Regions from separate parts of the Rattus norvegicus genome. Here region 1 is linked to region 2. A link is a contact called in public Hi-C data. All regions are on one chromosome and are shown on one strand. Each heading gives the region's core, a stretch centred on a gene start, on an enhancer-like site or on the middle of the called end of the contact. The rest is flanking DNA. Distances are from core to core; before and after follow the strand shown.

What was found. A called contact is a pair of places that touch in the nucleus more often than the background predicts.
Region 1: a contact with region 2 is called in a Hi-C map of the A7r5 cell line, with 5 times the contacts expected there. The contact joins the enhancer-like site here to the promoter of Gpx8 in region 2. A contact is called at or near these places in 10 of 12 Hi-C or Micro-C datasets (the A7r5 cell line, the Rat2 cell line, Schwann cells and 6 more).

Annotation. Positions count from the first base shown.
Region 1 is chr2:46,652,004-46,656,890 of GRCr8, forward strand. No RefSeq gene overlaps it. Among named protein-coding and RNA genes, the nearest start is that of Cspg4b, 19 kb to the right of the region's middle. Within about 2 kb of position 1,293, at least 11 of the 93 cell types and tissues checked have an H3K27ac peak or open chromatin away from gene starts, as enhancers often do. A contact at or near this core is called in the A7r5 cell line, where this site is marked.
Region 2 is chr2:46,409,527-46,414,518 of GRCr8, forward strand. Gpx8 (glutathione peroxidase 8) reads right to left here and starts at 3,714. Exons shown (of 3, transcript NM_001106411.1): 1 at 3,478-3,714; 2 at 2,752-3,013; 3 at 120-682. The coding sequence starts at 3,681. The coding sequence ends at 519.

The DNA of each region.
Region 1 (4,887 bases), core at 43-2,542, 240 kb after region 2:
CTCTCACTAAGGACTGGAGAGATGGCTCAGTGGTTAAGAGCACTGACTGCTCTTCCAGAGGTCCTGAGTTCAAATCCCAGCAACCACATGGTGGCTCACAACCATCTGTAATGGGATCCGATGCCCTCTTCTGGTGTGTCTGAAGAGACCTACAGTGTACATATATAAATAAACCTTTTTTTAAAAGAATCTCTCACTAAATAGTGAATATCAATAATGAAGCAGAAATGGTGGGAGACTGAAATGTAAATGCTCAAGTCCAGAAACCCAATGACAAACCTGAGAGGCACTAGAAAGGGCTCAGCAGACCTGTGGAGCATAATCAGTTAACTGGAAGAGCAGCTTCTGTAGATGTTGAAGTCCTATAAAATTAAAAGGGAGCCCAAAAGCTATGTCACCAGTTTATATGGGGGTAGGGAAGTTGGTTTTGAGGAAAATTCTGCACCCGGTAGGCATTTTGATCATCTAAAAATAATCACATCTGTCAGGAAGAGAAAAGGGACAGTTTCGTGTTTGGCTCTCGGAAGGAGAAATGTCACCATTGTGTAAACTGGAGCAGACAGATAGCTGCAAGTCCTACACGCTTTAACTTTCAGGGTTTTTATCCTAGATTTCAGTTTTCATTGCTTTCATAGCCCCAATGTTCATAAATGTGAAAATATTTCTCTGAGTCCCACAGCCTGATTGGCTTTTATTGGAGTTCTGACCACACCAGGCTGCCTCAGAATGTACAAATAATTGGACAGCTTTGAATCCTGCTTTGCCCAGGCAGATTCCAGTTTACATCTGGTACAGCTCAACCAGGCTTTCTTATTGTTCATAGTATTTCCTTTCACTCTCGAAGGTATCTTGTGAGATGCTTGGTCATGTCCAATGCCCTAATGGCTATGGTTGACAGTGTCTAAGGCCAAAGGAATGAAGAAAGGAAGGCACCGGAGCCTGGACGTGAGTGCATGACCTGTCAGAGTGAGTCATAGTTCCATAAGAGAGTCATTTGCACAATCGATATTTCAAGCATTATGAGATAGTTGTGCCATTTTGTATCTAATAAGTCCCGTGGTGGAGAAAACCTAAACCCCAGGAAATTTTAGGAGGAGGTAGATAAGCTTCAGACAAAGAGAATAAATAGCAAGGAAAATAGTACAGAATAGCAAAGAAATGAATCAGCACTGAATCACAGGCGAAAATAAAATAAAATGTTGCCCTTGGTCCATTTCAAGGATATGAACCAGAGGGGAAAAACGAAAGGCATGGCCCTGAAGCGTTTGGCAGTTGGGAAAGCCCAGAGGACAGTACTTGTATTTTTCCCCAGGAAATGCCTTGATGTGTGAGGTGGTGTCGGATTCTTTGTAGTGTGTGAGCTCAGCCCTGCTGCTGAGATTAGAAGCAGGGGCAGAACTCCGGGTCCTCCTCGGCGTGGGATGCTTAGACAGTCCAGAGGCCCTCCTACCCACGGCCTTCCTTCCAGAACCTAGAAAAGGCTTACTGGTGGGGACCACATCTCTGAGAGGCTTTGACTAACGTCGTTTGCCTCTTAGCACCTCAATAGTTAACATAGGTTTGTACTTTGTGTTCATAAAATTTAGTTGTTTATATATAACACCAAAGTCATCTTTTTTCCCAATGTTTTTAGACCTTGTTCTGTAGTTGAGGCTTGCCTTGAATAATTTCTGGTTCTCCTACCTTATTTTCCCAAGCGTTGGGGTTACAGGCACGGCCCAGCAACCATAATATTTTAAAGTGTAGAAACCGACTCATTCAATCTTTCAAAATGGAGTTAATGTACTAAGGACATTTTTGAGCATTGTTTCTAAGGAATCAGGATGATGCATCCAGGGTTTTTGTTTAGTGTCTGTCCCCCCACTTGTCAAAACTGGAGGCAGGAAGAACATCGAAGACAATTCAGAAAGAAATAAAACATTCACCCTCCACCTGCCACTCCCTCGTTCTTGGTGGGAGACCCAACACCCTTAGATACTCATATTGAAAAAAAAGTAAGATGATAGAGAAGTCTGAGCCTCAATTTGTAATGACCTATCTGTACCTCTTTTTTATTTTATTAAGCCATGGATTTATTTATTTATTTATTTATCTATTTATTTATGCTCTGTCCACATGTACATCTGCATACCAGAAGAGGGCATCAGATCCCATTACAGAGGGTTGTGAGCCACCATGTGGTTGCTGGGAATTGAACTCAGGACCTCTGGGAGAGCAGTCAGTGCTCTTAACCTCTGAGCCATCTCTCCAGTCCCCTAAATCATTGGTCTTAAAGAACTCTAAAGATGTCAGGTGACACCCCACAGCAGAAAGCTATCCAACCCCTTCTGTCTTGGTGGAAAACACAGGTCATGGAGTCACTTGGAGGCAAGTTGGTCACAGTGGGGACAATCTTGATAGAGATAAGAAAAAAACAAGGTCCCAAAGCCTTCTCTAGGGACATATTCCTAATAACTTACCCCGGAAAAGTTCACCGCCTCCTAATAACATTATTGTTTAGAGATGAATCTTTTCTATGTGGGTCTTAGGGGAGTATGCAAGATCCAAACTACAACAAGAACTTGATAAAGAAAGTAGAAAAACGAATGACGTCTGAGGTCTTGCCTGTTGACTTAAAGGTGAGGGAAGGGGCGTGTGGACTTGTAGATGATGTCTTTCACAGGGGTCACATGTCAGACATCCTGCATATCAGATGTTTACACTGTAGCTCATAACAGTAGCAAAATCTTAGTAAGGAAGCAGCAATGGACGTAATTTTGTGGTTGGGGTCACCACAACATGAGAAATTGCGTTAAAGGGGTCACAGCACTAGGAAGGTTGAGAACTACCGTCTTAGATCACGTGACAATGTAGACTATGGTACATTCATGATATGATGTCATGGAATTTCCAAATATGGTAGCAATCACTTCCTTCCCTCCATGTGTGCACATCAAGAGAGGTGTCTCTTTTCTTTCCTCCTTGAACCTGGGATGCCACTGTTACATGGTTTGAAAAATAGAATCAGGAAAAATGATACTTAGCCAATTCTAGGTCTAGCCCTAAGGAGGTTTTCTCCTGTGTAGATACACGGATGGATGGGTTCCCGCTGCTCTGGGTGTCCACTTTACTGCCTGACTGCAGAACCGCTCAGCCGCTTTACACACTGGAATCTCGCTGCCCCTACTTGGCTGAACCAGGAGTCGGACGGCTGTGTTGGGAGTGCCACACTCAGAACACGTCTCTTTTTCAATGAGTAAGCTTTCCAGGCACTCAGTGGTGGGCTGGTGTATTGTAGAATAATCTTGTGGGTTGGACAGAGGACAAAGGATTACATCTGAGATTCAAGACACAGTAATGGCCACCTTACTGTACTGTCAAATTTCCAGGCAGGTAACCAGAGCATCTTCAGGGAAAGCCAGGTGAAACGGAGTAGTTACTACGTCATTACGCTGTGCTAGCTCTGTTCGCTGTCCAGCTCTTGGCCGTGACTGAAAAAGTGCTGGAAGTTTGCTGAGCTTTGATGCAGCCAGCGTGTAGTTTAGTAAGCAATTAACATGTTCCAACGAACAAAGCAACATCCTGGTTACAGCTCATGTTTGGAGACTAGTGTGAGTCCTCACTTTTTTTTAAAAAAAACACGAAGTCTGTGTGGACTCTAGCACCTAAGTGATTAAAAGAGAATGGTACCAACCGCAGCTCCAACAAACGAAGCTGAGAGACAGATGATCAGCAACTCCCACTCCAAGACTGAAAGGAAACTCGGTAATTAGTTTAATTCCTGGGATCTAATTGCCCCCCCCCAATAATTAATGTAGATTTCTCCTTCTACTTAGCTGGGGCTCTTGGTGAGGCTGTTTGGTGACTTACCATAGAATGGATGGGCAGCTAGCAGATGAACTTGCTGTCCCTTAGCTGTGTGGCTCTTGGTTAGGTATTCACCCTGCCTGGCTGTGTTCAACATTGATTCATGGCTCAAGGCTTTCTTTTCTCCTTCCTCTCTGGTTGTTGTTGTTGTTGTTGTTATTGTTGTTATTGTTGTTGTTGTTGTTGTGTGACTTTTGTTGTTTTGCCTTCTTGCCTTTGGCAGTTATACATTGGATTACTTAGGCTATACCAGCTCAATGATTTAACATGTTTGGCTGATTATATACTACATGCTATGTACTATTAATACTTGTGCACATGCATGTACACGCACACACACACACACACACAGCAGGGGCTCTAGGAGCTTCTGGAGGCAGAAGGAAGTTTATATTTACACACCTCTTTAAACAAGATGAACAGAGCTTCCGATGTTGATAAAGAGGAGGAGGAAAGGAGAAAAGTCAGGTACAAAAAGATGGGGTTAGTGCGGAATGAGGTTAGTGTCCCTTTAAAGAGAGGGATAGGAGAATGCCCCAAGGAGAGCTAGGCTGAGCAAAGCCCTTAAGAGAAGAGAGTGAATCGTGAGGATGAGGACAGAGCAGAGGACTGTGATAGCCAGGGCCACAGGGTTGGTGAACTGGGTAGGTTTACACAAAGCCCAGAGGTGGATGTTGCTAAAGCAGGGGAGAGAGCAGTGGATGCTGAGTCTTTAAATTGCAAGCGGAGTCCAAGATGAGATTGGTACCCAATGGGGTGACAGCGAGCGGTGGGAGGCTTTGCAGGTCTTTGTGAAGATTTTGGTGGCCCAAATCAGTAATGGGGCATCGGCTAGTCTCAGTGGATCTCAACCTGTGTGTTGCAACCCCTATGGGGGCTGCATATCAGAATCCTGCATATCCAATATTCACATTACGATTCATAACAGTAGCAAAAGTATAACGTAGCAACATGGTCACCACAACATGAGAGACTGAATTGCAGGGTAGCAACATTAGGAAGGTGGGGACCATTGTGCTAGTGGCTTGGGCCTGGGCAGAA
Region 2 (4,992 bases), core at 2,464-4,963:
AGAGGCTGGTGGATCTCTGAATTAAGGCCAGCCTGGACTACAGAGTGAATTCCAGAATAGCCAGGGCTACTCAGAGAAATCCTGTCTCAAAAAACTGAAAAGAAAGAAAAAAAATGCACTTTATATTTTGCAACATTCATTGTATATTTTATTACATCTAGAGTTGGTCACTCCAAAATTGCCACCCTCACAGTGTTCGTTGGCCCACATGGTGACCTTGGGCATTGGATTTCCCACAAGGTTAACCCTAGAGAAAATTAAGTTGGACTGTAACAGTAAAGGGTATTGGTGACAGAGCATCCTGGATTTCCCTTCTGGTCAGTAGAAGTAATATACTTCATCATGATTCTTTGGCTAAGACCTCAACCCCTTCTTCCCTCCTTTGTAACATTCCTATCTTGGGGACAGCCACTGCAACTTAGTAGTAAGATGGCCTTAAACATCTTTTCGCACTGTATGTTTTGGAATCTAAGAGGAGGCCCTCTGTCCTTTTGTACTGGCCTGACTCCACGGTGCTTTCATAGATCCTCTTTCTTTTTAAGAATGATTTGCCCAATCATTTGTGACACATGAGGTCTGATGGCTTCAAGGGGTTCTTCTGGCCTCCAGAACTTCACGACTTGTCCCTCAGGGTTGACCAGATACTTCCAAAAGTTCCACCTTGGTTCCTTCTTGGAAGAATCTAAAACATTCAGAATATATTTTCATGAGTATGATTTTATTCTTTGTTGATATTTTCAGTTTTATTAGCGTATGCATAAGTGACAATATTATAACCAGGTACTAGGATTGTCCTAATATTATTAATAATACGAAAAACAAAACAACCATTCAGGGAAGAGCTCAGGACTTCGATAACCAGACTTCACAGGTAGCTGTCCTGATCTAGAGTTGAGACATGAAACAAAGTTGCATATTTTAGAGTTTTTGATCTAAATGCATTTTCTCTTGTTGTTTGCTATGTAGCCCAAGCTGGCCTTGAACTTGTGACTCTTCTGATTCAGCCTCTTGGATGCTGGGACTAACAGGTGTGTGCCACCAGGCCTAGCAAGACCGAACAAGTTTAATCTTTAGTTCTTAACATTCATGCAGCCCAGGCTGGCCTCAAATTCACTACATAGCTCAGGCTAGCTCTGAACTCTCTATGTAGCCAAAGCTAGCGTTGAACTCTTAATCTTCCAAGGCTCCACCTTCCTAGTACTGGGACTGTAGTGTTTGCCACCACTTCAGTCTGTTTCCAACATTTTAAAAAGATAAAATATTCTAAAGTCCTTGGAAAAAGGAACATATGACTTAATCTTTCATATTTAATGTACTAATGTTCCAAATATTGCTCAGAACAATATAGCTGAAAAAGGCAGGGGACTTGGGATAGTCACTGAGAAATTACAACATTCTTTTGATAAATCTTAATGTGAATTTCCTAATTTATATAATTTGGGATCTATGTCCCTAATATTGATGAATATGAGGAAAAGAGATAGGAACTGGGGGGTTGGAGAGAGAGTTCTGTGGTTAAGAGTGAATTCTGCTCTTGCAGAGGACCTGGGCTCCATCCCCGGCATCCATGTGGTGGCCCACGACCACCTGTGACTCCAGCTTCAGGTGACTGGGAACCATGCACGCATGTTCAAATACATACATGCTGGCAAAACACTCATATACATAAAAATAAAAATGTCTTTTAAAAAAGATAACAGCACCTAAAGCTACAATCAAGTCCCGATTCTGTGCCTGGCCAAATGTGCTCAACGTTCAAACGGACTCAGTGGACTCAGTCTTTCTCGCAACCCCCAGAGGTGGGTATTGCTATCTTCAATATCCTGCAAATGAGACAGGGGAGGCCTAAAGTGGATGCTGCGTAGCCAGTCAGTGGTCGAGGCAGAGCTGATACCCTCTTCCAGAATCTGTAGACGTTACCTCTGGGCTCTTCCTCGCCTGTCTCAGTTCAGTGAGACTTCACACTGTTGCATTTTTGGTTGTGTGAAGGGAGTTGGGTTCCACAGCCTCCCCCCCCCCACCCCCGTAAGAGCTTAGAGCTGTAGCATTTGCAGCGTTCTGGTTAGATTGTACTTGGGTGCTTTGCTCAAGGCAGGGCTCCTTTCTGCCTTTTACCCCACAAATAAAAGCCACAGGTTTCCTGCTCATTGCCTTACAGGTGCTTTATTGTGCTTTAAATAGACGGCTGTGGCCAGCTTAATTACAGAGGAACCCTCACGTGACTGGGCTTTGAAAATAAGTTATTCTGCTTTGAATTTCAGCAAAACCCTGGCAAACTGACAGGTCAATCTTGAGGATAATTTTTCTGATAAAAAAGGCCACCGTAAACTAAACATAAAGACATATTCAGTTAATGATGTCCAGCCACAGGTATTCCTGAAATGTGCAGCCTTAGTAAGAGGCAGGGGTATTGCCCCAAAGGCTGGTGAGATGATGGGAAAGTTGAAATACTTAGGGAAAGCAGGTGACCCCACACGTCACATAAAGCCTTCACCACGATGGCCGCAGAAATAAAAACATACCAAAGTAAAATTCTTTACCATCTAAGAAGTCAGAACATCAATTTTAGGGGCATACAACTTCTTCTAGAAGTTACAAAGGGTGAAGTTCTGGATCTTCGACAGTTTTATGAAAATTTCCCAGTAAAAATATGAGTTATGGTCCTAATAATCTTTTTTTTCTTTATATCACTTATATTTAATGTATGAAAGGAGAAGGAATGAACAACATTGAGGCAGAGTAGATATTTACCAACAAGAAATCTAAACGCAGGTTCTGCTTCCGGCCCTAAAATCTTAATCTTGTGGAAGATGGGGAATGTGACTCCGTAGTTTTTTCTTGCAAAAGATTCTACCTCCTTGCTGGACTTGGGCTCCGATTCTCCAAACTGATTGCACGGGAAAGCCAGGACGTTGAAGTGATAGGGCCCAAACTCCTTGTGCAGCTCCCTGAGGGTCTCGTAACTCTTGTCTGTGAACCGGCAGTCACTAGCCACGTTTACAACTAGGGAAGCCTCCCGGAAAAAGAAAAAACCCCACCGGAAAGAGAAGCAAAAGATTAAAAAAAATCCTCATGCAGTTAAAATCCTAAATCATTTTGGGAGACTATGGCGTCTGATTCCGTATTTTTAGACAGATCCAACTTTATTGAAAACCATAATTCAAATGAATGGGCGACGACTGTGACAAAGTTTTAGTTAGATTACATAAAGAACACTCCTAGTAACGGGTCTCACATAGTCACACAGCATCTTCTAGATAAAACATCATCAGTTCCGCACGAAAGAGAAGGCAGCTTTCGAGAAAAACAGTCGCGTTATGGATCGGAAATTTAAGGCACTTAAAACTCTGATAACTAAAAGCACATCTAACAATATTACTTTGAAGACTTCAAATTACGGCTGTAACGAACCCTATTCTATGGTGAGAATAAGTATCAGGGCCGAGGAACAACAGAAATAAAAACCCAAAGACTTACTTTGCCTTTGAACTTTTCCAGAGACACCATCCTTCCTTTGGCATCCTTCACTTCAAAGGAGTAGAAGCTGTTGATTCTCGGCTTCAGGAATTTTAACTGAAGGAGAAAAAGCATCACGGTGCACAGAACCATAGATAGCAAAACTGCAAATATCTTTGCTTTGGGCCCGGAACATTTTAGTGGGTAGGCACCGAGAGGCTCCATTTTGGATGATTCTGGGAGTCTCAGCAGGCTGGAATTCAAGGAGGAGCTGAAACTTGAAACCCGCGGAGCTTAAGGAGGACCGGAAGGGTTTAAAGACCCCTTGAACGCTGAATAGCTGGAGGACTCTTCCCAGAAGAATCAAACAAAGTCAGAAACTCAAAAAACCTCAACGTATTTGTTAGAGTGGCTGCACTTAACTTTGTTTTTTTGTTTTTTTTTGTTTTGGATAGAAGAATTCGCCTGGTTTTAGCAGATCCTTAAGACACCCCCTCCCCTTCTATGAAAACGTTTCACCAGAAGGTGGCGCTCTTGTAACTTGGAAATGAGTGGTTACGCTCTGAGCAGTGGATTGGGTGTGGAGGACCGAATAGCACCCAGGAATAGCTTAGAGTGTAGATTAATGTGGTCTGTTAATATGACATGTGACCACAAGAAACTTACAAGTTTTATCTGTTTATTGATCGTACTATATGAATATAAAGAATTTATAATAGAACAACGAAGTTTGGAAAAGGCATCCTATTTATTCAGACTTCATCTAGTGAATGCAACCAGATACCAGAAGAATATAGCAAAATAGAAAGACATAAAGGCATAACACCCCTTCTCTATCAGAAACCGTAGCAGCTTTTGTTTTCTTCTGTTTTGTCTTCGTCACTGGTGAGATATTTTACAATGTAACCAAACGTACATGTGCGCTGCTCAGACATACAGATACACACACACACACACACACACACACACACACACACACCCCACTGAGAAATTTGACCTACTCTGTAATCCTGTCTATTGCACTTCTGTGGCAACATGGTTCTGACCTATGAAAATGACTTGTTAATAGATTCCAAACTGTAGATGAAAAAATCCTGGGCTCAATATTAAAGCAGAACCTTTGCAGCAGAATTCAAATATTTAATTAGCAGAGTTCAAGCACAAACGCCAAACAAAGCCTGCAAGCCCACGTCTATGCGGACACACTCAGTAGCTGCTGTATCTTTCATCTCTTTTCTCTTTGGCTCTAGCTTGGTACACGGGGCCTTTGGTCTGAAGATCACAGTTATTGGGGATGGAAACCGGAGGCAGCTGAGGGCTGCACATTCCCAGTCTCCTCAGGATCTGCCCTGTTTACCACACAGGGGATTCTAGACCAAGATGCCATCGACTTGGTGGCACTGCACATTGCCAGGAAGTCAAGAGTGAACTGAGACGCTGGCTTTCTGATGCTCCTGATGCTCCAGAGGGCCTGTCCCCAGCTTCTGTGGTGTGCGGGGCTGGGTGTAGATGAGCAAAAGTAGTTTAGGCTTGAAG